Regions from separate parts of the Mus musculus genome. Here all the other regions are linked to region 5. Evidence: chromatin contacts called from public ChIA-PET and HiChIP or PLAC-seq data. All regions are on one chromosome and are shown on one strand. The core of a region is the stretch at or near the end of the contact, and the rest is flanking DNA. Distances in the headings are between cores, read along the strand shown.

What was found. ChIA-PET counts read pairs in DNA pulled down with a chosen protein or histone mark. HiChIP or PLAC-seq counts read pairs in DNA pulled down with a chosen protein or histone mark.
Region 1: an H3K27ac HiChIP or PLAC-seq map of regulatory T cells shows a contact between it and region 5, with 5 times the contacts expected there. The contact joins two enhancer-like sites. A contact is called at or near these places in 1 of 484 Hi-C or Micro-C datasets (cerebral cortex) and 1 of 115 datasets of contacts at active chromatin or transcription factors (regulatory T cells).
Region 2: a contact with region 5 is called in an H3K27ac HiChIP or PLAC-seq map of thymic regulatory T cells, with 8 times the contacts expected there. The contact joins the promoter of 4930465M20Rik here to the enhancer-like site in region 5. A contact is called at or near these places in 1 of 39 promoter capture datasets (the SN4741 cell line) and 3 of 115 datasets of contacts at active chromatin or transcription factors (embryonic basal ganglia, memory CD8 T cells and thymic regulatory T cells).
Region 3: an H3K27ac HiChIP or PLAC-seq map of regulatory T cells shows a contact between it and region 5, with 4 times the contacts expected there. The contact joins two enhancer-like sites. A contact is called at or near these places in 3 of 115 datasets of contacts at active chromatin or transcription factors (embryonic stem cells, memory CD8 T cells and regulatory T cells).
Region 4: an H3K27ac HiChIP or PLAC-seq map of thymic regulatory T cells shows a contact between it and region 5, with 7 times the contacts expected there. The contact joins two enhancer-like sites. A contact is called at or near these places in 3 of 115 datasets of contacts at active chromatin or transcription factors (embryonic basal ganglia, embryonic stem cells and thymic regulatory T cells).
Region 6: a contact with region 5 is called in an RNA polymerase II ChIA-PET map of memory CD8 T cells, with 9 times the contacts expected there. The contact joins two enhancer-like sites. A contact is called at or near these places in 6 of 115 datasets of contacts at active chromatin or transcription factors (embryonic basal ganglia, embryonic stem cells, memory CD8 T cells and 2 more).
Region 7: a contact with region 5 is called in an H3K27ac HiChIP or PLAC-seq map of regulatory T cell precursor, with 7 times the contacts expected there. The contact joins two enhancer-like sites. A contact is called at or near these places in 1 of 484 Hi-C or Micro-C datasets (CD4 T cells) and 8 of 115 datasets of contacts at active chromatin or transcription factors (T-cell acute lymphoblastic leukemia, astrocytes, double positive thymocytes and 5 more).

Annotation. Positions count from the first base shown.
Region 1 is chr12:107,812,938-107,816,984 of GRCm38.p6, forward strand. No RefSeq gene overlaps it. Among named protein-coding and RNA genes, the nearest start is that of Gm33341, 9.4 kb to the right of the region's middle. Within about 2 kb of position 2,159, at least 12 of the 459 cell types and tissues checked have an H3K27ac peak or open chromatin away from gene starts, as enhancers often do. A contact at or near this core is called in regulatory T cells, where this site is marked.
Region 2 is chr12:107,733,731-107,737,501 of GRCm38.p6, forward strand. 4930465M20Rik (RIKEN cDNA 4930465M20 gene) reads right to left here and starts at 1,758. Exons shown (of 3, transcript NR_045973.1): 1 at 1,719-1,758.
Region 3 is chr12:107,638,380-107,642,444 of GRCm38.p6, forward strand. All of the region lies in intron 2 of Gm33236 (a long non-coding RNA gene), which reads right to left. Among named protein-coding and RNA genes, the nearest start is that of Gm33236, 9.5 kb to the right of the region's middle. Within about 2 kb of position 1,537, at least 9 of the 459 cell types and tissues checked have an H3K27ac peak or open chromatin away from gene starts, as enhancers often do. A contact at or near this core is called in memory CD8 T cells and regulatory T cells, where this site is marked.
Region 4 is chr12:107,777,779-107,781,831 of GRCm38.p6, forward strand. No RefSeq gene overlaps it. Among named protein-coding and RNA genes, the nearest start is that of 4930465M20Rik, 44 kb to the left of the region's middle. Within about 2 kb of position 1,648, at least 16 of the 459 cell types and tissues checked have an H3K27ac peak or open chromatin away from gene starts, as enhancers often do. A contact at or near this core is called in thymic regulatory T cells, where this site is marked.
Region 5 is chr12:107,045,753-107,050,009 of GRCm38.p6, forward strand. No RefSeq gene overlaps it. Among named protein-coding and RNA genes, the nearest start is that of Gm16086, 52 kb to the right of the region's middle. Within about 2 kb of position 1,534, at least 40 of the 459 cell types and tissues checked have an H3K27ac peak or open chromatin away from gene starts, as enhancers often do. A contact at or near this core is called in T-cell acute lymphoblastic leukemia, double positive thymocytes, memory CD8 T cells and 3 more, where this site is marked.
Region 6 is chr12:107,963,358-107,967,739 of GRCm38.p6, forward strand. It overlaps Bcl11b (B cell leukemia/lymphoma 11B), which reads right to left. Exons shown (of 4, transcript NM_001079883.1): 3 at 2,315-2,530. Among named protein-coding and RNA genes, the nearest start is that of Bcl11b, 38 kb to the right of the region's middle. Within about 2 kb of position 1,499, at least 41 of the 459 cell types and tissues checked have an H3K27ac peak or open chromatin away from gene starts, as enhancers often do. A contact at or near this core is called in memory CD8 T cells, where this site is marked.
Region 7 is chr12:107,919,102-107,923,284 of GRCm38.p6, forward strand. The region is part of intron 3 of Bcl11b (B cell leukemia/lymphoma 11B); the gene reads right to left. Among named protein-coding and RNA genes, the nearest start is that of Bcl11b, 82 kb to the right of the region's middle. Within about 2 kb of position 2,315, at least 43 of the 459 cell types and tissues checked have an H3K27ac peak or open chromatin away from gene starts, as enhancers often do. A contact at or near this core is called in T-cell acute lymphoblastic leukemia, double positive thymocytes, memory CD8 T cells and 2 more, where this site is marked.

The DNA.
Region 1 (4,047 bases), core at 909-3,408, 770 kb after region 5:
ACACTGGCTTTTTTATGGTTCGAAAGAGTCCAAAACAGAGTCGATTTTTTTTAAATGCCTCTGCATAATGCCAACCATTGTGTGGGCATTTGCAAGGATGTCTGCCATCCGGTGCTCTGATTCTGGGAACCCTGGAGTCCTTCAATAACTTAAAGCAAAAGTTTTGTTGACATTGTGACTCAGCAACTGCTCCTGCCTTGACCTCTACACCAGACTCTAAATCTGTGCTCAGAGAGTAACCTGATAGGTGAAAATGAGCACAGACAGTGTGAATCGAGCCAAGAGAAGCTTCCCCTTGGTTCTGCCTCTCTCTGGCTTAGGGTCCCGTGGGAATCTAGTTTATGGGGATTTCATATGCCTTGTCTCTGTAATGGGCACAGGGGTCTCTGCTTGATAGAGCAGTAGGAAATGAAGGAGGTAACACAGAAAGTGTGATAGCTTTTAAGATTCTCGGCCTGACAACAGAACCATCTAGGAAACAAACCCTCGGACAAGTCTGAGGGGGTGTTTCTAGATTTGGTTAATTCACGTGGAAAGACACACCTTGATGGTGGGCAGCGCCATTCCTGGTGTGGACTGAGGTCTTGGACTGAATAAAAAGAAGCGAGTGTGCAGAGCAAGAGTGTGGATTGCCCTGCTTTGTAGCCTCACTCTCCTGCCGGATCTAACTGTGCACTCTCAAACTGTGGGCCAAAAGAAACCCTTTCCCATTTAAGTTGATGTGGTTGGATGTTTCCTTACAGTAACAAGAAAAGTAGCTGATTTATAAAGAACAATGAGAAACACTGTGAGGAACTCACAGTAGTGGATGCTCAGACCTTCAGCTCTGGGAAATCCACAGTGAGGAAGAGCGCCCCAGTCCCTTGCCCTGGCAGGGGTCACACTCATGCTTTGAAAGCAGATCACAAGCAAACCAAGAAATAAATCAAGTCCTGTTTGATGATAGGGTCTTGAAGAACCGAACAGTGCAGTAGCTTGGAAGGAGACGGTGGGGGTGGGGGTTGTAGCAGTTTAGCAAGGAGAGTCCTTTCCTGGGAAGGCAGTGTCTGACCTGAGGCTGAGGAGTATGGAAGAGAACAGTCATGGTCCAATCAGAAGCCACAGATGGGGTCTAGGCTGTGGGAATTAATTCCAGGTTCTGATTTGGACACTGATCCCTCTTTATTAGTGGGGGAAGGGTGATAATCATATATCCTGGAACACAAAGAGACCGGTTAGAATTGTCTCTTCATCTAGACAAAAGGTGATGAGTTAGTATGGAATAACCAGAGTGGGGGAGGGAACATGAATTTGGGGATGGTGACTTGGAGGTGGGCCAGTGAACCAGATAAAGAGAACCAGGGACACACACCTTTAGAGGCCAGAAGACAACAGGCAGTGAACCAGGAAGAAGCCAGGAACACCTATCCTGGAAACACGGGTCTGTTGGACCAAAGGACTGGGAGAAGAAAGGGGCTCACTGTAGAGCTGTGTGGAGGTCACATCAGGGACACAGATAGATGCATGACACGCCTTTGCCGGGATGGGAAGGCAGAAATAGCATGTGTAGGCAGCTTTCCCACTAATTTCAATACATAGAAAGAACTTTGAAAATCACTCTGTTAGAGATGAAACATTGAGAGCTCACACCTCTCATTAAAAAAGAACTTTAAAGTTTACAAAGTAGATTCACACCCAAGGTCATCTTTCTCTGACTCAGGGATCTGTCCACCATGCCAGTAACATTATCCAGCATGATCACTAGGACTCTCAGATGTCTACTCAATATGGGGTGGGGGTGGCTGATCTGGCCCCAAGACTGGCCACCTTCTGTACCCGAGTCCCAACACATACAAATGCTACTTGTATTATGACTATTGTGACGGTTGGCTTTGCCAGTGTGGCACAGTGTAGAGTCATCGGGGAATGAGCCTCATGTAGACCTGAGTGGCCTGTGTGCATGCCTGGGGAGGGGATTATTCTAAATGAGTTAATTAAGGTGGGAAGATGAACCTGGAGCAGCACCATTCCCTCGGCAGGGCATCCTGGGCTGTATAAGAACAGGGTAATGGAGCTGGCCATGCGTTCATTCATTGCCCTCTGTCCTCAGTTGTGGATGTGACTCGCTGCTGCAAGTTGCTGCCATCTTGGGTTTCTCCCTCACGTTGACTCTGTCAGGCTGTCTTATTGCAATAACAGGAAATGAAAGCAAGATAACAACCAACTGCTGAACAGCAAAGCCATGCTGGAAACAAAGAGAGCATCACCCGAAGTCAAAATGGAGATATAACTCAAACTGGAATAAACGGTAAGAGAAGAAAGCAAGCAACTGCCACACAGTTGTGGAAGAGTCTAGAAACGAAAAAGCAGGACAGGAAATGAAAGTCTGGCTTACATCAGGCCAGGGGGTGCCTTTGAGCCCAATGAGAGGCTCTATCAGTGCCTGACAAATACAGAGGTGGCTGCTCGCAGCCAACCACTGGACTGAGCATGGGGTCCCCAATGGAGGAGCTAGAGAAAGGACAGAAGGAGCTGAAGGGGTTTGCAGCCCCATAGGAGGAACAACAATATGAACCAACCAGTACCCCCGGAGCTCCCAGGGACTAAACCACCAACCAAAGAGTACACATGGAGGGACACATGGCTCTGGCCACATATGTCCTTGTTGGTCATCAATGGGAGGAGAAGCCCTTGGTCCTATGAAGACTCGATGCCCCAGTGTAGGAGAATGCCAGGACAGGGAAACCGGAGTGGGTGAGTTGGTGAGCAGGGGGAAGGGGGATGGGATAGGGGGTTTTAGAAGGGGAAACCAGGAAAAGGGATAACATTTGAAATATAAATAAAGAAAATATCTAATAAAAAAGGGGGGATCAATCAGAAAGGTGGAACTGAAGATGCAATGTGGGCCTGCAAATGGAAAAAGTATTGATACAGAAATAAGAATAATCAATGCAAAGGTTAGCTGAAGTACCTTGGAAATGTTGAACAGTTTATTAAGGAGAATAATTCACTAATAAATAATTCTGGGTTAAGCTGATAAAGACTAAGAATTGCCTTAGGTATTCATTGTTAACTAACAATTTGAGAGTAATTGCTTTTTAAAAAAATACAGAATATATTAATATCAAGCTAGGAGCTACAAGATATAAAATCAATTCTATAGACAAAGATTGGCAAATGTTTTCCATGCAGGGCACAGAGCCAGTCTTTTCAACTTGGAAACCCATAGTCTCTCTCAAAGCTACTCGCTGTGGCCTTCCTGCTGTGGATGCCACCAGAGGGACGTGTAAGTAGCTAGGCAGTACCATTCCCACAATGCAAGTCTCGAAGGAGCAGGCAGCTGCCTGGATTTAGCTCAGAGGTCATAGCTTGCCATTCTGCGTAGTAAGATACAAATAAAAAATTCTTTAAAAAAGGTTTTCCTTTTTTCCTTCTTTTCCTAACCCACTGAGTCTAATTAGAATTGCTTGCATTAAAAAATAATTTTTAAAAATATTTTTAAGTCCTATAAGCAGTAGGGAAACTTTCTGAGAGGAAAGGGGGTCAGGAGAAGAGGGAGGGTGTGAAAATTGCCACAATTCATTCTAAACATCACATAGCACATACAGTTGGCCTGTGCATCCACAGATCCTGTGCCTGCAGATTCAAACAAGCACGAGTAAAAGACACATGGTGGTTTGAATAGGTTTGGCCCCCATAGACTGACATGTTTGAATGTGTGGCCCACAGGGAGTAATACTATCAGGAGGTGTGGTCTTGTCTTGTTGGAGGAAGTGTGTCACTGTGGGGGTGAGCTTTTAGGTTCTATGCTGAAGCTCCGCCCAGTGTGGAAGAGACCGTCCTGCTGGCTGGCTGTGGAAGCCAGTCTCTTGTTGCTGCCTCTGGATCAAGATTCTAGCACACTGCCATGCTTCCTGCCATGATAATAGTGTTCTGAACCTCTGAAACTGTAAGCCAGCCCCAATTTCATGTAGTCCTTTATAAAGAGGCTTTGGTCACAGCAATGAAGCCCTAACTAAGGCAAAGCATTTGAGGGGGACAAAAAGGTTCACCTTCATTGAACATGCA
Region 2 (3,771 bases), core at 508-3,007, 690 kb after region 5:
AGAAGAGGGAGGGGAGGGAAGAAGGAGGGAGAGAGGAGGGAGGGAGGAGGGAGGAATTACCTTCTCAGCCTAGATTCTTTACTGAGGAGCAACCATGGGGTTCTGCCAACCCTTGGCCTCTCACGTAGTCACACATGTGCACACATGAACATTCACGGACATATGCACACAGCACATGCCACAGTCATGACTTAGCAGACTTAGCAGACTTCACCTCCATCTCCACTGAGCAGCCCCTGGGGAACTCTATGTTAGTGTCTCAATCAGGAAGGTCAGACCAGCTCAGTCCAAAGTAAGAATCGTCCCACATCTTCAGCCTTCTTCCCAGGACGCAAGTCAGGAGACCACAGTCCTCTCCTCCCACCTCCTAGAGGGGCCCAGCCTTGATCTCACACAGCTTCTCTGTGCAGCTAGATTGAACGTCCAGCAATAACAGTAGATCCCAAATCACCCTCCCTAACAAGGGGGCTGTCCCCAATGCAACGGACACCGGACACCGGCACTTCCTCACTACAGGGCAGCAGGTATGTGCTAAACATGACACCGGCCTGTTTGAAGGTCTCACAACAACCACACTTTGTGAGTGCAAAGTGGTCTTCCCAAGTTCAAGTTCGGGCCTTTATTTTTCCTGAATAAAGTCACTTTGTGTCTGCAGGACAGTGAACTTGGAAGCTATTGGAGGACAAGGTCCTCTCAGTCACATTACCCTATTTCTCTTCCAAACATTGCAATGCTCTCAGGAAGGGTAGTGTCGTCTGAGCCTTTGGACATTTGCAGGAGGAAGGAAGAGACCTTGGAGTCTCAGACATGCTTGTGCAATCTTGCTTCCTCTGCTAAAAGGTACATGGATGTCCACAGTCTGGTACTCCCCTGCAGCTGCTCCTGACCTGACTTTCCCTGGCATCTGAGACAGACCAACTAATCTGTCCCACAGAGAAACAAAACTGGGTCCTCCACTGCCTTGCACTGAGCTCTGTGAGCAAAGCCGGTCGCAGGATGTGGTTGGCCAGAACAGCAAGGCACCTAGAAAAGGGTTTCCCAGAGGCCTTTGCAACAAAGCCGCAGGCCGAGGAGACAATTAGTGGCCTCTGCTTTCTTTTCATCATGCAGTCTCTTACAGCAACCAGAAGAAGAAGAAAGGCCGTTCCCCACCATGAACATTCCTCCTTCTCATAAAAGGTAGAGCTGGGAAAGGTTGCGAGCCAACTCTGATGCTCTCCACTGGGCTGACCTCCTGTGAGGGCGCCTGAGGCTGTCCTGTCACTATTAGTAGAGCCTAAGTCATCTGGTCAAGGAAGAGGTGCCAAGCAGCCACGTAGAGCTGCTCAGACAGTAAACCTTTCTTGTTGAAAAGCACTTGGAGGAGATGCATGACATGCTGAATAGAGACCCTTTAACTCATGGAGGCTTGGAAAGGAACAGAAGAGGAGCTAAGGAAAGAGAATACACACATACAACACATATAGACACACCCTCACACACACACACACACACACACACACGTGCATATACATACATACACACAACACATATACACACGCTCACTTTCACATTCATACACACAACACACACACCACACATACACACACTCACCTTCATATACATATACCACACACACACACACACATACACACACTTGTGTCTTTGCCAAACCCAAGCACTTGAAAGGGTGTTTTGCTGTGACCTGCCCTCCCAGCAACCTACTCTGCAGTTCTGACCTCTGGGTGTCTACAGGACATGTTACCAGGATGAGTTGTCCATGTACTGAGCGGCCCACCCACCTACCTACCTGTGAACGGAAAGAAAGATGGCAGCCCTCACAATGGGAGCCACGGCAGCCCTCACAATGGGAGCCACGGCAGCCCTCACAATGGGAGCCACGGCAGCCCTCACAATGGGAGCCACGGCAGCCCTCACAATGGGAGGCCACTTCCAGGGTGGTTTTGGGAGGCCAGTGATTCTCAAATAGCTGGAAAGGCAGGCTTCGCACAGTTGGACTTGACTGAGTCTCTCTTCACATTCTCTATCAGCAAGTGACTGCCCCTCCCCTGTTCTCCCTGAGAAACAAGGACTCCCTCTGTAGTTGGATGGGGCTAGGTAAGAAGGCTGGAGGAGGCTCTTAGAAATTAACAGATGTAGGGGTAAGCCAGTCCAAGGACCAGAGTGCCAGACACAAGATCACCATGGCATTGTCTGGGAGGCTGGGGCAATGGACAAGGACCTTATATTTGAAGATGAACCCAGAAGAGAAGTAGAGAGGACGGGAGCCCTGGATGTTACTGTTGCAAAGGCAGGTTTTCTGAGAAACAGAAACTGAGCCTTTGAGTAGTGTTTTTGCAAAAACACTGCAGAGGAGCTGGAGACGGACGGGGCTGTGGAAGGAAGGATGGATTTGACATAAAGAAAAAATGAGATATACTCCACTACCAGGGGAGCGCATGGGAACCTTGCTGTGGACAGCAACCTTCAGGAAAGCCCTAAGTCATTGCTGAAGGAGCTAGGTCTTCCCACTTCAGTATTAAGTTGTCATTGACCAAGTGACCTGTGGCCTCAGGATGGAGGGGGTGATGCAGCCAACCCCACAGGTGCCATCCGTATGGGCTTTAGTGGTGTCTACTACAGTCTACACCTGTTACACCAGAACCCACTTCCAACTCGAAGTTGACTCCATCTTGGTGCAGGAGCTCTAAGACCTTGGCTATGAGTCTCTTCAGCAGGGGAACTTAAAAGAGGGTTGTCCGGGAGCAACTGCTGTTGCCTTTGTGCTGTAGCCATGTCGGATGCTACCCATCCGGGCCCTCCTGCAGAGATGAGTGTCTGAATTCAGGTGGTTACCAGCACAGTGACCCACCCACTTCCTTACCTGGAAACATTAACTCAAAGCGGTAAGGGAATCAAGATTGTTCAATGGACTCCTGGGACCACGACCCTACTTCTCCTCCTTTGTGAGCTAACCTTGGCATTACGATCCTGCTGATCTGAGACTGCAGATCTTTCAAGACATTGTATTACTCTTTTAATTACAGCCTGATCTGCAACCCCTCTGCCAGGGCATGAGATCTGTGCCTTTCTGTGTCACCTCTGACTCTCACACATCAGCCTTACTTGATGATTTATCACCCTTAGCCTTGCACTGTGTCTCTGCCGTGCATCTGGTGCCCCTGATGTCAGTTCCACAATATCTAATTGCTGTCTTCTCTCTCCTCACCCGAGACATTGGACCTGCGGTGGAGCCCTCTCTCCTGTCTCCTATACACTTCAGCACTGGCCAAGGGCTGAACCACTCCATTGTTGTAGCGTGCCAGGGCCTGCTCATTTATTGTCTGTTCTCAGTGCTAGGGTCTTCCTTGCCACGAACCCAACAAGTGTTACACAACAAGCATAGCTCAGCCTCTTCTGCCCCCAAACATCATGTGTCTTCCACTGGCCCTGCCTCACCACGTATCTTGCCTCAACACATGAATCTGTCTCAGCTGGCATCACTCTGCCAATCAGCCTGACTCCAAGGAAGTGACAAGAAGCCTCGGCACAGCACCAAAAGTTTTAGGGGTGCATTTCTCTCTACAGAGTCCCAAATGCAACTCAACTACACAAAGTAAGGCAGACTAATACATGTGTGTCGTTAGCAAAGACTCCTTCATCATGTGTCCTTTCACACAGCACATCCTTTCACCTGTGTCTGCTTCAGCAAAAGCACTCAGCCTTAGCCTTTCACCTGTGTCCACTTCAGGAAAACACTTCTTCACATGTTTGCGCCAGCAAAATACCATC
Region 3 (4,065 bases), core at 287-2,786, 590 kb after region 5:
ATCAAGGTGGGGGAAATGTGCTTAATGACAGGACTACACGTGGATAAAGGGCTGACAGGGTGATTGCGATACCAGGTGCTCCCACACACCCGTTAGCTTCTTCCTTTCTGGGCCTCCGAAGCAACGGGTGTCAGGTCAGTAATTAGACTCCCGCACACAAACTGGAAGTGCCACCTGACCTCCTATAACACAGCCATCACTCCCACGCATGCCAACTTCAATCTGAAGTACGCCATCACCGGTTGCCATCTTTTCCCTTCAAGGCTGCCAGAAGTTCCCAGGGACATCTCCCACCTCGTGCCCAAACAGGTTAATGAAGTCTGCACTTCCCTCGAGTGCCAAAGAACTCATTCCCAGGGAGGCAGTGCCCATGGTGGGTAACACCTAACATCAACCTCCACAAAGCTGGCTGGCTGGCTGGCATATCATGTTCAAGGTTCAGGGCTGGCTGGCTGTACACATGTTCAAGGTTCCTTTGTGTTAATTTCCTTGATTTTTTTTTTAATTCACTTGGTCCCTTGGAATAATACAAATGGCATAAGAACCTAGTGACTTAACTCCAAGCTCCGTAAAAGGCACTGATTTGTCTTGGTGACTGATTGGGGTCTGTTATAGCTGGATATTTCCAGGCTAAGGTTCTCAGGGCAGAGAAGGAAGAAGGGATGAATCTCATCATTGCATGTACACAGGAGGATCCCTGCCTGCCTGCCTGCCATTCCAGAGCTAGGGTTCCAGGTTTAACAGCAGCAGGTGTTGGTCCAGATGAGCCATCTCTAATTGAGGGCAGACAGAGAACGCAGCGGATCACTGAGCAGCTGGTCTTTGCAAACCTTTGGTTATCTTTGAAGAGGCCTACCAGTAGGTTTCATGTCTGATCTTTGGCCTCTAGGGCTATCAAAATAGTAGGATTCCAAAGGAGGATGAGCAAGGCTAGGAAGGGAACACCTACGTACCTGTTCCCCAGTCCTCTGTGATGACAAGCTTCCCAGTTTCCTTTCAAGAAAATGCCCTCTCTCAATGTCAGCCTCTACCAGTCAAGGTGCATTTGACTCTTCCCATGCCAGCAAACCAAGGGGCGTGTGCAGTCCTCACTTTAAACTGACACGAGAGGTTCCAGAATCAGAGGGAAGGGTCCTTGCTCTTCGGGTTATGCTATTGAACTAGGTTTTAGCATCTAATGAGATTAGTGGGTTGCTGGGGGCTCATCATGGGAGATCGTCTCAAAACAAAACCAACAAATGTGTAAAGCCAGATTGGATTCACTCAGCCCTTTACAGGATAACACAGTAAATAGAACTGTGTCCTGGCCAGCCAAAATCATAGGGGTTCCGGGGACCTCTCTCATCAAAGCTAAATGGGAGCGTGGGTCCCACAGCAAAGATGAAACTTAGTCACCCAAACTCCAGCATAAGACAATCTTGGGAATTGACTCTGAGTCCCAAGTCTCAGGGTTTCAGGAGAATGGACTCTATAACCACGCCAAGGCAGTCTGAACAGAAACTACGCAGACACCACCAGAGAGACGAGACCACTTCCTCTAGTTTTGCTCCTAACCCTGACAACCACAGCCCCACTGTGCATCAGGATCAGTGCGAAGGTTAAGTGACCGGGGAGAGGGGGGATGCTCAGTCTCGGAAGGAAGCCGTGTGGGCCTGCGGGCCTGTGGGAGAGAGGGTCTTGGAGAGCAAGGGGTCTGAGTTTATCCTCATCCTAGGAATCTTCTGGCCTCTATCAGCACTTGGATTAGCATCCTCACAGCATCAGAGAACGACTCCTAAAATACCCAAGAGATCTGCTTATTTGGCCAAAATGCTCAGTGCTGGAACATCTATGGAGACTTGTGGAAGGCCAAAATAAGGAAAATCCAACATAGGGGTTGAATTTAAAGCACCCTGCCAGTGGTACCTTATGGAACACCCATAAGGTGTGTGTGTGAGTGTGTGTGTGTGTGTGTGTGTGTGTGTGTGTGTGTGTGTGAGAGAGAGAGAGAGAGAGAGAGAGAGAGAGACAGACAGACAGACAGACAGACAGAGATACAGAGAAAGAGATACACAGAGAGACAGACAGAAACACAGAGAGAGAGAGAGAGAGAGAGAGAGGATGAGGGAATCTTTATTGAGAAAATGCCTCACGAGGAACCTGTGTGCAAGATTATGAGGCATTTTCTTGATCAATAATTGCTATGGGAGGGCCCAGCTCACTGTAGGCTGAGTCACCCCTGGACTGGAGGTCCTAGATTTAATAAGAAAGCAGGTTGAGCAAACCACAGCCTCTTCTTTAGATCCTGCCTTCCAGTTCCTGCCCAGACTTTACTCAGTGACAGAGTTGTAAGCAGAAATAAACCCTTTCCTCCCCAAGTTGCTTGTGGTCATGGTGTTTCATCACAACAACAGAAGCCCTTGGCACACAGATATGGGGGCGTGGGGGGAGAACATGAACCTAGGGCTTCTCACTTTCTATTTGGAGGTAAGATCTTGAACTGATTGTGTAGCTTTTGCAGACGTGGAATGTATGATGCTAGAGCTTCACCCTCTAACACTAGCAGGGGTTTCAGGCCTGGGCCACCGTGCCTGAGTTTATAGTCTTCAAAACAAAGACCTAAGTGGCATGTATAAATCACAGGTAATATGATTTTATAGGGCATAACTGTATTGCTCTGCTTTAACCCAGCATTTCTATAAAAAGCAGTAGAGAGGCAACAAACATGGAAATGCAGGCTCTGTGTCGGGGTGTGAGTGCCAGCATGGTGGCGTCCGCAGTCTACGGAAAGGCGACGTGTTCTGCATCGAATCCCGTGTTAACTCCGATATGTTAGGTGAAGTTTTTACCGGTCATGGGAGAGAGAAATTCTTTGGCGTCTTGATCATTACAAAGCCAAGGCTTAGATGTGGAAAGCAGCTCCGTGAGGTCTGTAACTGCTGCTCATGACCTTGGTCTCCCAAAGCATTGGTTCCTGGGCAGAACCCTGAAAGCTATGATGAAGCCCTGTGTGGGGCTGTGCCTGCCCAGGCTCAGGGGTCACCCAGAATACAGGTTCCCTCTCTCCCCACTCTTTAATCAGGAGGATGTCTTTCAAAGACTGCTCTGTAAACATCAACAGGCTCATGATTTGGTGGTCTGTAAACACAAGCTTTCTCATGTTTTCTGCCAGAAACAATCTCTAGGCAATTTGGTTTGCACCATTCTCTGAATTGGAGACTGGGATAAGAAGTCATTTGGGGGAGATGAAAAACTAAGGGGGTGGGAGGAACAAGAAAGACAGAACCACACAGATGATTTCAGTGGAATGTGGCAAATACAGAGACCAGGGCATCCACAAAGTAGCAGGGGAGGTCAAGTAGAAAACACAGTTTCAGAATGAGGAATCAAGCTCTTGGCAACAGTCATGTGCCATGGCCTATGTAGTCTAAGCAACTTTTCTCAATGGGGTCTTGTTATTTTCCATGATGGAAACTGTTAATCACCCATGAGAATGACAGTGGGAGTTATGGGGGAAGAGTCGTTCCACTCCCATTTGAGAAACAGAAAGGCAGGCGTTTAAGAATTTGTGAAGCAAACAAGACAACTCAAGGAGTGTATGACACAGTGCTTATTACAGTACCAGGCCCAAGACAAGCAGAGACAACCATTGGCAGATGCAAGAGACTCCCTGACAAATGAAGATGGATAGAAGATCAGCCCCTCTGCCTCTCCTGGTGGCTAGCTGACAGACTGCCCCTTCATCCAATGCATGAACAGTTTGAAGAGCCTCCAGGTCGGGAAACACACACTGTGAGAAAGGAGGACAATCCGAAGAGCAAGGGCAGATGTGGATTCTCCACCTCCCCCATCACACCACTTTGTCCATTGCTGCTGTGTGAGTTAAAAGGCTTTGGGAAAATACGAAGAACAATGGGAGTTGACTCTCCCCAGCCTGGCCTAGAGCATGGTGCTTGGGGACGATGATGGTTAATATTGACTGTCAACCTGACAAGATCCAGAATCACCTGGGAGATAAACCTCTGGCCACATGTGTGAGGAACTATCTAGATTAGATCCACCCTGGCCATGAGCAGCTCCATTCTG
Region 4 (4,053 bases), core at 398-2,897, 730 kb after region 5:
ATCCCCAAATATGAAGCCTACCTGGGCTACAAGAGACCTTGTCTCAGAAATAAGAGGTAAAGAGGTGTTCCTGGAGGTGAGGCTAGACAGATGAAAGAGATCCCCAGGGGTCTAAAGATGCACTCTGAGGTACCTTTCAGTTTCCATCCTCTCTACCAGCTCCTGACACACCACTCTGTCCTGACAGCGAGACCCCATTCTAAAGCAGATTGACTTGGCAGGGTCAGTTCTGTTTACTCAAATATTTGTCCCCAAAAGTGAGCTGTGAAATCCACCAACCTCCCCAGCCCTGGGGACACATATTTGCCTGCAGTGCACGAAGTGAGTCCTTTGCCTTTCGAACAAGGACTAGTTGGAGCACAAGACAGTCGGCAGGGTGCGGGCGCCCATGGTACCCGGCCATCTGGGGGCTCTGCTTCCCTCGGCCTGCTGCGGAGGCAGGGGAGGTTTTTTTCTTTTTTTTCCAGAGTTGGTGGAGCTCCATATGGTGGAGATCAAAGGTGTTGCTGGGTGCATGGTTCTGCTTTATTTCCAAGCACTGTTGTTAATTAGAAAACAAGATCAGAGGCAGTATTAAAATCCAATTAAATTGATATGAACAGATTGCCAAGTGATGTTCACTAATGTATAATTGAGCACCATGCAAATTTCGGTGGCTGGCTTTTGTTTTTTGGTTTTTTTTTTTGTTTTTTTTTTTTTTCTCTTCCCCCCACACTCCGGAATGAGTGATGAGGCTATGAAGTTCCCCTTCATTGTGAAAAACAAACAAATCAATGCATTGATCTAGGGGGTATAGCCACGGTGATGGATGGAAAGGGAAGAGGAAGCACCAAGTGTGACTTGGGGAGGGGGAGACTGGCTCCCTGCTCCCTCCCTTCTCTCTCTTGTCATTCCACATCCATTTCTTGAGCCCAGTGGCAGGCCTCATTTTCCGTTGACACTGCATCAGTCATGATCCAGAAGAAGCTGCACTGGATTCAAGGATGGCTTAAAAACAGATTTTGGAAGTCAAAGGATGAAACTCAGAGAGTAAAGAATCCATGTGCAGGCGTTTTTTGGTGGTGGTTGGTGGTGGTTGTTGTTGTTGCAGTACATTGTATTAATGTACTGTTTGTATCTTTGTCTATTACAAAAGAGAAGATCTAAGGCTGGGGAGGTAGTGTGCATGAGGTCCTGAGTTCACTTCCCAGGACCTACCATTAAAAAAGTAAAAGAGCTGGGTATGATGCCCTTTAATCCTGGAGCTGGAGAGGTGGTGAAGAGAGAAACCAGTGGGGTTTGCTGTCCAGTCAGCTCAGCGTCTGACAGATTCCAGGCTAAAGAGAGACCCTGCTTCAAAAAGGTGGATGGTGCCTGAGAAATGGTACCTGAGTGGGTCCTCTGGACTGCACAGCACACATGCACACATACACACACACACACACACACACACACACACACACACACACACACACACACACACACACAGGAGCAACCCCACCACTAGCCTCAGGATACTGGATCTGAGAGTCGGATATCGGTAAGATGGGATGAACCATTTGCCTCAATGCAGGTAAGATGGGATGAACCATTTGCCTCAATGCAGGTGGAATCCCTGAACCCCAAAAGAAGCCATGAGCCTCAGCATGCGTCACGAGGAGTCGTCTGTCACTGTTGCAACATCAAAGTGTTTACTCACTGTAGACAGAGCAGGTTGGTGAACATGCTGTCAGTGGTAAGGTTTCAAAAAAAAAAGTGTCACCAAGGAATTTAAAAACAAAGGACAACCGCAGGTGGCAAGATGGCGGCAATGTCTCCTTGTGCACAATGTGCCTGTAGTGCTGGTGGTTTTGTTTCAACTCCCTTCAGAAAAAAGAAATGTAGTCACCCCTCTCCTAGAACTACAGCTGGCTGTGCTAGGCAGTGATGAAGAGTCAGAAGCCAGGGCACCCAGGGAAGGGTCAGGAAGAACGGATAAACAGGCAACAGGGCCCACAGAGAGAACGGAGAACTGAAGACATGAGGCAGCTTCCTGGTGCCTGTGCCCACGAGTTTTCCTTCCTGCCAGCAGCCTGAGTTCGCTCACAGAAGGCAACCTTCACCAGTAACCCCCAGTCTGAGGGGCGGGCAGACTCCTCCGAGCCAGCTGGGGAGCACCGCCTATGCTCGGCTCAGACATAGACAGGTGGCCCAGTTCTGACCTGTGTAGTGTGATGAGAGGGATCTCTCTGGGGCTTCTGGGAACTCAAGGGGGAACATCCCACAGTGAGCAGGAGAATTAGCACCAAGCCCACCCCATGCCCTGAACCTCAGTCCCGAAGCTCACACACTTCAGTAATCAGTTTTACTCATGGTGGTGTCAAGTGTTTCTGCCCTCTGAGCTCCAGTAACCATGACACACCATGAACATGCGTACATACACATACAAACACAATACATACATACATACATACATACATACATACATACATACATACATACATAAATGTAATTAAACACAGTTCTCAGGATAAGTTTCAAATGCTACTTATAAGTATAAAATTACATCTGGCAACAGGAAGCAGTGGACATATTCCTTTAGAAACTTCTTAAGTGATGGTTTAGATGTTGTTGCATTTCCAAATTTTAGGTGGGAGTTTTGTCCGTTTGTTTTCAGATACACTCCCTATGGTTTTGATTGTTTTGTTTTAGAGACAGGTCTCACACAGCCCAGGCGAGCCTCTAAGTCACTATGCAGTTGAGGGAGGCTTTGAACTTCTGCATCTGCTTCCTGCATGATGGATTATAGGCATGGACTTCCGTGGCCAGTTTATCTGTCTCTGGGATGCAGCCCTGCGCTTCGCTCACGCTGAGCACACACCCTAACTGCTGAACTGAGTCCACAGCCCTGTGGATGGTTTTATGTTCTACAATTTGGCTGAGTTTTTTTCTAACTGTTTTCCCAACTTCTAACCAGTGAGTTACCAAGTTAAGCTCCTGGTAAGAACAAATTCTCAATTATACAGTGTTTAAAAGAAAAAAAAAAAAAACAAAAAAACAAAAACCCTCTTGCTGGAAACCTCAGAAGAAACCTTCGTAGGAAGCCCCTCCCAAGCTTGGCTCTTTCATGCCAGATCACTATTGTCTCTGATTAGTTTCTCTGTGGTCATAAAATTACATATCGAGTGGATGCCATAGCTCAAGTCTTGAGTAAGATCAAATAGAGGTGACATTGTTAGTGAGCCTGTCACTTAGGTATCTGGATGACACCATTAAGTCAAGATAAACGTCTAATTAGTGAATGAGCCAAGTGCGTGCCACAGGAGAAGAGGGAGAAATAGACGAAGGTTTTCTTGGAGTTTTCCCAGACTCTGTTTAAATAGAAATCTGCCTGTAATCAACACAGGTAGACCAAACTGCCCACACTCTTGGGAGTTTTGCCCACTAGGAATAACGCTGGCATCTCTCCTTGTCATAGACAACGTGCAGACATGGTGATCATCCACAGAGAGACACAGTGTGAACCTTGTTCAGTGTCTCCTCTTGGTCTCTCCCAAATTCCAAGGCACTGCAGTAATGGTACAATACAGTCCCTGTCTGTCACTCCTCCCAACAGCCTCTCTGATATGTTTTATTATTTCCATTTTGCAGATGGAGAAACTAAGGCCTGCAAACCCCACAATCATTCTGTGTTGGGTCCCCTAACACCAGACATTTCCTTTATGGCACTTGTCACTTGGGTATGTGAACAAAGCTATAGTTGTTTACTGATCCCCAACTCTAGAGGCTAGACCCTGTACTGGGGTCAGGAGTGCTACTCAACCCTGCATGCCTCCCTAACCCAGCAAACATCACTGTATCAGGGATAAAGACCCAGCAGGAGGTTGGTTGCTCTGAGCATTCAAGTAACAGGTGCCTATCTGACTGATGAGCAGTGGTTCTCGACCTTCCCAGCGCTGAGACTCTTTAACACAGTTCCTCATGTTGCAGTGACCTCCAACCATAACATCATTTTCGTTGCTACTACAGAACTAATTTTGCTACTGTTATGAATCTTAACTTAAATATCGGATGTGCAGCCCCTATGAAAATGTC
Region 5 (4,257 bases), core at 284-2,783:
ATGTGCTGAATATTTTATTTAAAAACTAGAATATTATGGCTAAGGGGAAAGATGAATGATACAGGAGGTATCCATATTTAACTAATTTGTGTCTCTAGGTGGTTTCAGAACTTTCTGGAAGCCCAGGAAAACTGGAGGCATAATGAGCCATGAAATAGTTCTTGTCCAAATTGTTGGGTCAGTATCCTAGAGTAAGCTAATATGTGGCTTGTAGCTTTTACACAGTAAGTTTTCACAGAGTTTTAACTGATGTTATTTTTGGTTTAGTTTGGTTTGGTTCTTTCTTTTTATATTTTGTTTTGTTTTGAGACAGGGTCTCATTATATAACTCAACTGTCCTGGAACTCTCTGTGTAGACCAGGCTGAATTCAAACTCACAGAGATTCTCCTTCCTTTTCCTCCTGAGTTCTGGGATTAAAGTCATGTGTCACCATACCAAGTTATACTATATATACATGTGTAGAATGTGATAAAGTTGTGTTAAACCTCACCAGTATTAGCTAGTTTATGTCTGTATATGCACACATATGAACAGGCACACATATAACATGAGTATAGATTTTGAGGGTAGACCTGACCAGTCAGAAGGGGGAAGGATAAGATAATGGGAGTGTTCATATGTGAATAAAGAACCATGATATGTATATACATTAAAAGAATCACCACAAAACCATTATTTTGCATGCTAACTGAGAAATTCATTTTCAAAAGCATGCTCTAGCTAATTGGGAAATCAGAGAATGGTTTTGGAAATAAAGTAATTGAAATTCAAAGCTCAATGAATGGGTTCATCTTAAATAAAACACAAACTAACTGAAAATCGATGGCCACAAAGATAAGATATAAGAAAGAATCAAAATGTTTGAGCAGGAGACAAGACCACAGAATGAGAAAGGAAACAGAAAACAGTTACAGGTCACAAAATGTCAGTATGAAGAGAACACTGTGTGCCTTAGACTATGGAGAGCCGAGCAAAAGACTCATCCTGTGGTGACTATTAAGAGCTTCAGATCAGTTTGAACTAGAATACAGTCCCTCATGTTGTAGTGCCCCCACCAACCATAAAAATATTTGATTGCTAGTTTGTAACTGTAATTTTGCTACTGTTATGATTCGTAATGTAAATATTTTTAGAGAGAGAGGTTTGCCAACATGGTTGCAACCCATAGGTTGAGAACCTCTGCTCGGAGAGTATTCTTCAGAAAGTGAAGAAAACGTTTGGAAGAGATCTATACAAAAATAGTCCATCCATCCTTATCCCTTCGAGCCTTCTTGTCAGAGTCGTGAGGTTGTCACCAATGCAGGGAATTGGAGATCACGGATTGGTCCAGTTAAAAACAGGCAGTGTATCTTCCCCAGCACACCCACCACAGGCTCTGAATTTGGTCTCAGTCCCAGAAAATAGGCTTTGCTGTCTGGCAGTACCCCGTTCGGGCACGGGTTTCACTTTCGGCCATCTCCCACTGCTGTGAGAACCGCAGGTGCGCAAAGCCACATGGGAGAACCACGAAGCGCTCTCCCTCCCTGACAGTGCCATGGGCATCTGAGTTCTTTGTTTTCCTCTGGTGGTTAGGGCTTAAAGGAAAAGACGTTTCCATGCTGCACGCAGTGAGTGCTCATGCAAGAGAAATTGGATTTAATTTGTAAGACAAGGCACCGGAAAGCAGACAGGTGAAAAACAAGCCAAGGACTGTCCCTCCTGCGGTTGCTAGGAGAGAAACCTCCAGCCCTCAGCCATCACTTCCTGCTTGCAGATCTAAATGCCATCAAGTGTGATCATTCCTCCATAGCTTCAATTTAAGGGCCTCTGAATTTCCAGTTTGAGGAGCACATTGATAAGACGTATCTGTTGCTCAGTACAACGATGCCTGTGGGACTTGGGGGAGGGGATATTTAAAAAAGGCCACACTGGAAGTATTAATACGCGTACGGCAGTAAAACATTCAGCTAAAACAGCAATACAACAGACTTCCGATGGGCCTCTGGAGGCATTAGAAGAAGCATCTTCATTCCACAGGCGTGTTCAGCCAGAGATAAATCAACTCTGCACTGCCGAAAAGAAATAGAAGCCTGCTATATCTTCTCTAAAGATTTGTAGGATGCCCAGTTTGGGGAGTGCTGGGGGAAGACTGCGTGTTGTTTTTGAAACTGAGACTTGAATATGGCTGTAATGTTAACCACATTTACTTCTGGCTGGGGAAGCCAGCTTAGCAAGTTTGAGGTCTCTTAAGGTCATTTCTCACCGAGTTGTCTGCCTGACTTTGACATATCCTCTTGCAGGGTGCGATCCTTTTGACACACGTAGTGGGCTCTTTGTATAACCCATGGCCATTTCCATCCATGTCTGTGCATCTTACATGAATTGAAATAAGAGTGGACAGCAGGCGAGGGTCTGTCAAGTGCCAGGGGCTGGAGAGGCGCTTTAAAGAATGGACAGAAAGGGTCTATATGTGTAAAAAGATGGCTCCAAGTGCTGGCATACGGAGTGGGAAGGAGAAGTGTGCACCAGAAAGTTCCAAGTCCATCACTGCCCTCTACCACAGATAGTTTACTTAAAGAAGAAAAAAAATGATGAATAAACAAGATATTTAGAAGACACACATGCAGTCAGGAAGGAGGTATGTTGGGGTGTCCTGCAGGGATGTGCAGGGGAGAGTGGATATAATCAAGACACTCTGTAGAGGCTGTAGAGTTAGCTCAGTGGTTAGGAACACTGGCTGCTCTCACAGAGGACCCAGGTTCACTTTGCAGCACCCACACGGAGGCTCGCAATTACCTGTAAGTCTGGTTCCAGGGGATTTGACATTCTCTTCGGGTCTCAAAGGGCACCGCATGCATGCGGTGCACAGATGTACAGGCAGGCACTTCAACATACACATAAAGTGAAAATAAGAGATTCTTTGAAAAAAAAATCTAGAAGATATGTTGTGTATGTATATGAAAACTTTAAGGACTATATTTTAAAATATTGTTTTTTGTAAGAGAAAATGACACTGAATTCATTACAAATCACTACCAGGCAAGTTTTCTCTCAAGAAGGATAGATTAGTTCATGGTGCTAGAATGGCTAGATTTAGGTTATCCAGAGCTTTCTAAGGTAGGTTAAGGAGATGCACATCACTCAGAGCCTCCACCTGTAGAGTTTCAAGGGCACAGTGATCATGCATATGAAAGAAGGAAGCATGGGTCCAGTTATCTCACCCGTCGTCCTTGACCACGGCTGACCCTTACGCCCCTCCTGATCCTTGCTGTCCAGGTCTGGGATGCAAGGGCAGAAGCACATACTTCTAGATCACAGGTCATGCACCCAACAGCGGCTTGCAAAGCAGTCTAAGATCTGAGAGATCATTATTAGTACAACCGTTCATAACTGCTAGTGCTCATATTCCCCATGACTGCATGGCACCCAAGGAGGTACCCTAGGTTGCTTGGGAATGGAGTGTCTATTTGGAATTGGCACCTAAAGAAAAAAACAATGCAAAGCAAAGGAATGCCTTTGAAGCGTGTTCTGACCTTCCTTCCATATTGGGCTTGGGACTTGGTAAAGACTGGCTGAAGATACGGGAGAATTCCTTGTTTGTCAAGTTCTTCCTAGTTTTTCCTTTGTGACAATTTCACACATGTCTACAGTGTGCTACTGTTTATGTTCTCCCACATCTGCTGAGCTCATTCCTTCCGTCTACTCCCCTTCTACTTTCATGCCTTTTGGGGGGAGGTGTAGGGCTTCCCTTCAAGTAGTTTTAGTAATAATTTTAAATAATTTTAGATAGGGCTTTGTTTTTAGTAATTTCATTACTAGTACTTTCTTTTTTTTTACAGTTTTATTTAGGTATGTATGTGAACCTTGCATATTTGCAAACTGAACATTCTTTCTTCCCATCCACCTTTTTCCCTTCCCACAACACATATACTCTCTCTCCTCTTTCTCTCTCTCTCTATCTCTGTTTCTGTCTCTGTCTCTCTGTTTCTGTCTCTGTCTCTGTCTCTCTCTCTCTCACACACACACAAACATACACACATATGCTCATGACTGTTCTTTTGTTTTATGATCCACCAAGATTAACCATGGCCATTCCTGTGACCATGGGATTGGAGCTGTGTGTTGAAACATGTCCCTGCGGGTTCAGCAATAGGTACATAAATGAAGGTAGTGGTTCTCCATCTCCCAGAACCTCCAAGAATCAAACAATAGCCAGTGGTTCTGTGGTAAAGGGTAGGGTCTTGTGGGTTCTCCCCTTTTTCTTGGCTGATTTTCTA
Region 6 (4,382 bases), core at 249-2,748, 920 kb after region 5:
AGAGGATACTTGAATGTGTCAAAATTTATCTGAAAACACAGCACAGCGGTAGAGCCTCACACAGGCGATGCTAACAAGGCAGAACAATGACAAGGAACAGTACAGGAAGAAGAAAGACAGCAGGTCCCTCAGGAGCCGGTCCAGGAGAGGTCCCAGGGCTCAGACCCTCACTGCTTCTCGCCTCCCCTGCACGGCAATCGCCACACGTGGACCGGATGCCCCAGAGCCCTGAACTCTATGGCAGCCTCTGCACCTCAAGGTGAACCAGGTACCGTATGGGAGCCACTTCTGTGTTCTTACCTTCCCTCCCATCAGCCTCAGGACATGGTCCCCAAAGCCCATTCTGTGAGCTGTGAGGTAGGCGAGGGACCCACCACACCTGACTCTGCCTGTGTCCACATGTGGCTTACAAACTGTGCCTGAGGACCGCCAGCGAACTAAGGAATGAGCCGGTTTGAGCTTCGAGACCTCAGGCTCTGACGCTCGTCTGTAATGTGGGAGTTAAAGCCTTGACACACAACCAAATGCCTAGTTCAGGACAGACAGCTGCTCTACTCTAAGAAAGCAAGTAGCCTGTGTGAGGGCAGACTGATGCCAGACTCCCCTGGCTGACAAGGCCCTGCAGACCTTATCTGACCTCCACTGGGCTAAAGGAACTAGTCCCCAAGCCTTAGCGCAATCCTCCAAAGAGGCTCAGCCATAGCCCCCTAGCCTTTGCCCCTTCCACTCATGGGCACAGGAAAGACTCGCAACTCCGATTTGGCAGTTCCTACAGAGGGCCAGCTGAAGATTAAGCTTGCCCCTGTAGCACGTGGGACAAAGAGGTCATGCTTCTACATGCACAACTTGACCATATGCATTTAGGCTTAATTTTGATAGTGCAGGCCCCCACTATTTGAGTACAGGGCTGCAGGGTTGCAGCCCCATATAACAGGAAGCCAAAGAGCAAGGCCCAGCCCAGCAGGTACCCCAAGCTTGGTGAACAGGATCTTCCAAGCTACAAGAAGCCTCAGTCACCTCGGGGCTGACCAGGAAGGGAAGTCAGCTTCCTAGCAAGCTGATTCAGTTCCTTCCTGGGTGACTTTGGTCTCTGCTTTATGCACTCAAGGAAGGAACCAGAGCTCCCAGACTTGGATGGGCAATCCAACAACATAGCCACCTGCCATAGCAGGAGTATGGGCCAGTACTGCAGAAACACCCTACTGGCAGGAAGACCAGGGAGGCCTCATCCTGGATCAGGGGCTGCTCTTCTTGTGCAAAACCAAAGCTCCCAATAAGAAAGGTCCCTGAGACAGCGTCAATGAAAAGCAAAACTTGCCCAATAAAAATAGTTTTCCTTTCACACAGCTTGAGTCAAGAGAAAGGCTGCAACGTGCCTGGCCGTGTGGCAGGGACAAACTGAATGTACCCCAGCGCCGCAGCTCTGGCCCTGGCCACGGAAACCAGGCCACAGCTGCTTGCCACGTGAGCCTGTGTCAGCATCCTGGCCCCCTAAGCCACAGTGTGTTGCAAACCAGGCCCCACCATGAGGCGGGGGGGAGGGCTTTCTCCCCTCGACCTTGTGGGGACCCTAAGCCACAGAAGTCTATGTTTGTGGGGAGTCAGAGCAGGGGAGCTACGCAGGCTGTGTCGCCACCTGGCTGGGGATGCCCTTTGTGTAACGGGGTCTCACGGGCCTCCAACAACGGCAGAGGTAACTGGGACAACTCTGAGGTCCACCCAGAGCCACTGACCTCCACAGCCCCCTGCCCCAGACGCCCACAATCTTTCACGGCTACCCGTGGCCACAGCTTTTTTAAAAGGCTCCTCTTTGAGACTTTTTTTCCTTCCCTCTAAGTTAATGGGCAACACATTGTCCCAAAGAGAAAGTCAGCACTTTGAACGGCTCCAGCGCTGTACACAGACAGCCCAGGAATCCTCTCCCACCCTTGTCTGGGGTGGGTGGCAGGGCGGCAGAGGCAAGGGGCAGAAGAAAACTTCAGATGTTAAGTGTTATCCAATTAAACTTCGGCTAAACAGCCCAAAGAGATGAAATTTGGAGGTCGGGCAGTGCATTCTGGGAGTGAGACTCTCAGAATTCGAGGGTGGGGGATATACGGGGGAGACGGCCCCTTGACCCCCTGGGAACCGACACAGGTTACAGTTCAGTTGACATCTTTGGCACTTCTGTTGCCATCCCCCACCCCGAAAAGCTTTTTGAGTGGGGGATGGGGGGCACATCCCCCCTGGGACCCCACCTTGGGTCCCCGGCTCGGCCCAGGGCACAGCCCGCCATCCCGGGAGCCCACCTCCCCCACCGCAGCGGCTCTGTTACCTGACAACTCACACTGGCATCCAAAGGGAGCCTCCATCTGACCCTCACCCTGAGTCCCGTCGCCCGAGATGGGGCGTGCACCACAGCAAGGCAGCGGGAAACAGGGTGGGAGAACGCCCAGGGCACGCAGAGGTGAAGTAATCACGGAGGTGGGAGGGTGGGAAGAGGAGGCAGCTATGGGGGCCATCGATGGCAGCTGGGCAGGCCTGCACGGCCCTGGAGAAAAAACAATAGAAAAGACTGGTCAGTGGTGCCCTGGACTGCACAAGGGACTTGAGGCACAAGAGGGGGCCCCGGGTCACAGGGCTACAGTACAGCCTCTGAGAGGGTTCGGCCCCGAGGACACCAGCCCTACGGGGATGACAACTGGGGTCCAGGGGCAAGCGAGAAGGGGTGCACAGAGGACATTAGCAGGGGCTACACCTGCAGCTGCCAAATTGTTTCTGGGGGCCGAGAGGGCTGCCTTTGAGGGCCCTAGTGCAAGGGGTTGGCACACAGAGAAGGCCCGTCGGGGCCCCACTCCCAGTTAAGATCCCCTAAAAGGATCTTTCAGAACAAACTAGAGTGGGCTTCGCTTGAGGATTTGGTCTCAAAATATGAGCGACCCCTCTTTGAAAGAGGCAGGAGACTAATGCCGGTATAGGTTCTTTAGTCAGGCCTCCGCCACCTCAGGTCTACCTCCAAGGGCCTGGACACTGATGAGCCTCCTGCCTAGCTGGTTGCCTGGGGCTTCTCTCCAGACCCTGGCAAGCAGCACCCAAGCCTCGGAAGCTCCCAGGATGCCCTGAGCTTCTCCTTCCTCCCTTACCACAAGAAACCTAGCATGGCCCAGACACGTCTCAACGTCTCCACCCTGGTTTGGGAATGAGTCCCCACTCCCTGCTCGGACAGCCAGTGACAGCAATGAACAGGGCCGGTGAGGATGCTGTCCTGCCTCCACCCGGCCCCACATTGAGCCTCCACTGCCAGTGAGGCCTGCGTTTGATTTGGCCATTTATCTTACGTTGGTTAAGAGACCACCAGGGCAAAACATTTGTGTGAAGCCCTTGCCAAAACCACAAGTGAAGAAGCCCAAATTCCCTGGGTAAATAATTGAACAGAGAAGCATCAGAGAGACCAAAAAAAAGAAGAAGAAGAAGAAGAAGAAACCATCAACAAAGATGCTGGGCAGCTAAGCCTCACCAGGTCTGCACTGCAGGCCAGAACTCACCTCCTGGCACCTGCAGATCTGCACTACTCCATACCCCGCCACAGAATCACGCAGGCTCTCAGAGAGCCAGGTGCCTGCCCCCTCTTCTCTGATCGGGTCCCTAACACGCTCCTGAACACAAGGACGTAGGACACTCATTGCACAGACTCCAACAGAGGCCAGAAGTGCAGGAATCAGCAAACCGTAGCAGTTTCGAGCCTCCTCAAAAATCCCACTGCTTCCATGTAAATGCAGGATCCGGGTACTCAGAGCTTGGAGCTCGGGCACTGTGATGTCCGGCCCAGAGGCCTGTGCCAGCACTGACCCTGCTGGACCCTGCTGAGGCAGTGATATACTCATACAAGGCACCGGTTGTTTCTGCCCTGGCACACAGCCCCAAATGGGCCTGGTCAATAAGCCCAAGAATAGTTGCAGTACCAAAACAAGAGCAAAAAGCCACATCACAGCTGTCCTATGGGCCTCCTGCAAGTACAACCTGAGGCCAAACTTACCCATGGGAGGCCAGTGTTTGCCTCAAAGCCCACTGCATCGGACACTGTACTTGACCCTGTCCTCTAATGACCTTGAATCCCTGTGGGATTCGTCCCTTTAGACCGCGGAGAGCTCAAGGTCCTTGAAAGTCATCTCCAGGAAGGAGCACCTGCCACTCCACAGGGAGGAACTGAGACTCACGATCAAGCACTCTGCAGCATGAACGTGGCACGGTCTCCAGAGCCTGGCCATGCTCCCTTCCCACCTCTACAGCTGCAGCTGGAGTAAAGTGACCAGGGTACCCACCCTGTATCCAATGGCCACATGGGAATGGAGGAAGTCTGAGCGAGCAGCCTGGACCTCAGCCCATCCATTAGTGAAAGCGAG
Region 7 (4,183 bases), core at 1,065-3,564, 870 kb after region 5:
CGTGTCAACCTGGGGCAGCATTGGGATTCACTTGGACCATTGCACCAGCAGGCCCAGGGCAAGTAGCCCTGGAATCCAAGACATGCTTTTGCAAGCCAGGGATTTTCCCGACATCCCCTGATACTGCATCTGTGGGTTTGGTGTGGAGGGGAGCAAAGCAGAGAAGGACGGACGGAAATAAGAGAATCCTGGAAGTCCAGCCTCATTCTGCTGTACATGAGTGTTCATGTGTGCATGAATGTGTGTATATATACATGCATGAGGAAGCTTGAGGACAACTTCCAGTGTTGTTCTCCATCAGGCGCCATCTTCCCTTTTTTGAGACAGGGTCTCTCACTGGGACCTGGAGCCCACAGACTAGGCTGGACCGGCTGGCCAGTGTGTCCTGGAGGTCCTCTCCCACATCCCGCATCCTAAGAATAGGAGTAAATGACACCATTCCTTGTTTCTTATGTGCATCCTAGGGTTGGAACTCGGGTTCTCGAACCTGCACAGCATTCCTTTACAGAAAGCCGTCTCTCCAGGCCTTACTCCATCCTTTAAACTGCCACCAGAGAGCTCAGGATACAGGGCTTGCCTAGCATATGAGGCCCTTGGTACAGTCCTCCACACCAGACCCTCCAGCAGAACTAAACAAAACGACAACAAACAGAAACAGTCTGGGAGAACAGAGGCTACTGCTCTCGCCAGCTGTCCCAGCCTGTCTGGGTGGGTCTGTGTTGGGCAACATGACCTCTAGCGAGAATCTTCTGTTCTAGCCTGGTTTCACAAGGTCTGGGTAGCCACGATGCTTGTGACTAGACTGTTAGGCTAACAGGAGCCGTGCCTCTCCAAAGCCCTGACTGCTCCATACTCAGCTTATTAGCTAATGCTGGCCAGAAGACAGGTTCAGACTCTTCCTCACATCGTGTGTGTGTGTGTGTGTGTGTGTGTGTGTGTGTGTGTGTGTGTGTGTATGTGTTTCTTAAGAAGGTAAATACAAGTCCCTTTCAGACACATTGGAGCTATCAACACAAATGAAGTACCATGTCCTAGGAGGTCACATATCAAATTAAAGGTGTTTCTGTACCCTTCTCTGGGCCCCAGCCATTCTAAGTAATGGATTTACAGAGGATGGTTGCTGAGATCTGGGGTGTTCTTAAGTTGGGGCCCATCTCTTCTCAGCATCTCCATTTCCTTGAGTTGCTCTGAAGTACTTCCTGTCTCTTTATCTGGTGGCCACATGTTTTTCTAGACTGTTCTATCCAACAAATACCGAAGTCCAAAGCAGACTATGTAACTAGGTAGCCATAACCGATTCCATGTTTTAGAAAAGCAGAGAGAAGGGCACACATATTCTGACCTGCATGCTCTAGAACCCAGATGTCACCTCCATAGTTAAACTGTGAGGAGAAAGGGGGCTGACTACTTGTCCGGTCAGATTTCAGGGCCACTTGTCACCCTGGGGTGAGAGCTATCTTCATCAGAGCCCCTAAGTGTCCCTCTACAGAACTCTAGGCTTCACTCACTATAGGCAGCAGCCTCCCCCAGTACCTGACAGAAAGAAAAAATAAATCCCCCAGCCCTTGAAGGCCCTCCCTTGACAACTCTCTTTCCAGCCACCCCCTTCTTTTTTAAAATAAAATGTTCGTTTACATGTGACGACCTCATGGCTCTCTCTCGCCTACAAATAGCCCTGAGTATGGGGCTGCTCACTTTTAAGAACTAAACAACGTCAGAGAGTCTCTGGCGAGCCACTTGGAACGTCTTTCTATTCAGGAACTGAATAAGTATTTTATAGACACAGCACAGGCACAGATGGCTTGCTTTTAGACAAGAAGAGCCTTAGACAGCAGGTTGCGTCAGACTCAGGGCTTGCTTAGCTCATCCCAAACCCGTCCTTGCTGCATCGAACTCAGAGAGATACCTGCACGCAGGTGGCCCAGTGCGTGCCCTGCAGTGGGCGGTGGCTGCTTTGCTAATGGCTGGGACAGGGTCCACTAGCCTTACACTGCTGTAGCGGCTGCAGCTAATGATGCTAACTGCTGGGTCCAAATGACTTCAGAAGCACCAATCCTGGCCTACAGACCTAGAAATGTCAGTTGCGTTTGTCTCACTAAATCACACGGGGCAGCTCAGAACCCAGAGAGGGCCCTGCGGTGTCTTTTCTTGCTTCCTCCCTCCTTACTTTCATAGATCTTTAGAACACACACTGAGCCTTCTTTGTTCTTTCAGTATGTTGTCTGAGGAGTTTCAAACGCAGACTCCTACCCCAGATCTCTTCTGACAAGACTCCCCACCCCCCATAGGAGCATCACTGAACACTTGGAACTTGATCTCTAAAGGGTGTAGCCAAACATGAGATGTCACCTCTCTGAGCCTTGCTTCCTACTTGGCCTGGGGACTGTGAGGTCCTCCCTCTATCCACCGCTCACTGCTGTATAAATGTGGCAGTAGGTGTTATATACTGCGGGTTTGTTACCCATCCTTGTATGTGGCTCTGAGTGTTTCAGGGATGCCTTTTGGTTTAAGGCCTGGAAGAAGAGTAATGTAGCTTGACTCAAAAGCAGCAAATGTTAAAGGACACCTCTGATCAAGCAGGGGAACTGGTCTGGGCCGCCCGGGCTCCTCAGTAAACCACAAAGCACTGCACGGCTCACTCAGCATTATCGCTACCTCAGCTCATGTCACCCTTGTTCACTAACACCTCTGAGGGAAGCCAAGTGAGGATCATGATCACATGATCATGCTAGACCACGGGGACAGCAGTTTAGAGAATCACCGTGCCATCACCACCTTCCCAGGCCTCCCTGCGTGTGTCACATTGTCAATGGTTCCATGTTGACAGTGCCCTCTCATGGAAGGCCACTGATTGTCCCTGGACAGTCTCCCATTATGTCTACCCTGTGGCAGGCATTCACTCTAGGGTGGAATACGGGAGTCATTTTACAGAGCCAAAAAGCATATTGGTGACATATGCTGCTTGGGAGACCTAGTGAAGGGACCACATGGCAGTGAGGTGGCTGAACCTGGGACAGTAATTGGTACCCCTGGGTGTCTCACAGTGATCCTCCTCACCCCGAACCCAAACAGAAGGCTGGTCTTGTCTTGCTTCATCACTTAAACCCCACCCCAACCCCTGAGACGCACACCCCCTATAACTGCTAAGAGTGCTCTCTCCACAGTTTCATGATGACAACCAGTACAACCATTATTCAGGTGACAAGTACATCTCATGTTCACTTAAAAACTGTCCCCCTCCCCATGGGGCTGGAGAGGTGGCTCAGCGGTGAAGAGCATTGATTGCTCTTTCATAGGACGCTGGTTCCGTTCCCAGCATCCGCGCAGCAGGTCACAGCTATCTGTCTGTAAGTTCAGATCTAGCAGATCTGATGCTTTCTTCTGGGTTCTGTAGGCGTGGTATGCACATGCCACACAAACACACAAGCAGGCAAAACACCCATACACACAGAATAAAATACAAATGAATCTAAAAATTAAATTAAATTAAACTGCCCCCCCTCCGGCTGGAGGTGTATTTCAGCGTCCCAGTGATAGAGTACTTGCCAATCCCCATATCTTCCAGCACTCAAAAAATAAAATAAAATAAAATAAAAACAAAAACAAAAACAAAAACTAAAAACATCTTTCACAATGTCACAGAGAAAATGTCAACCGGGGCTCCTTGAGCACTTATAGCCATCTACAAATCCATAAGCATCCTGCTGGTACCCAAGTCATCACTCGGACCTCAGCTCTGGGAGGCAGAAAGTAGAGCAGAGGTAGCGACAGACGGTAAGAAATCTCTACCATGGGCAGCAATGAGCTAAGGACACTACAGGCTTCGTGCATCGCGCCCACAGCTCAGAAACTGCAACTGCCATCAGTTCCATTTTACAGATGAAGAAACTGAGGACTGGAAGAGATGAGGAGATCTGCCTGACGTTCCCCGGCTGGCAAGTGGCGGTGTCTATGTGGTGCACTGTAAGGAGAAAAGTTGCTCAGGAGAGAAGTGCCTGAAGTTCAAGGGCCTAGGATAGGGGTGAGGCACGTGTGTCTTGGTATTTGACCTTCCATCTCAGCAGGAACAAAAAGTCAAGATGAGTTGCTTTAGGCTAGAACTGTGGTAACTGACTCCGTGCCGACCCGCAGAAGGGAGTGATAGAGTGGTGGCTCTGACGGTGGCTGTGGGGAGGCTATGTAG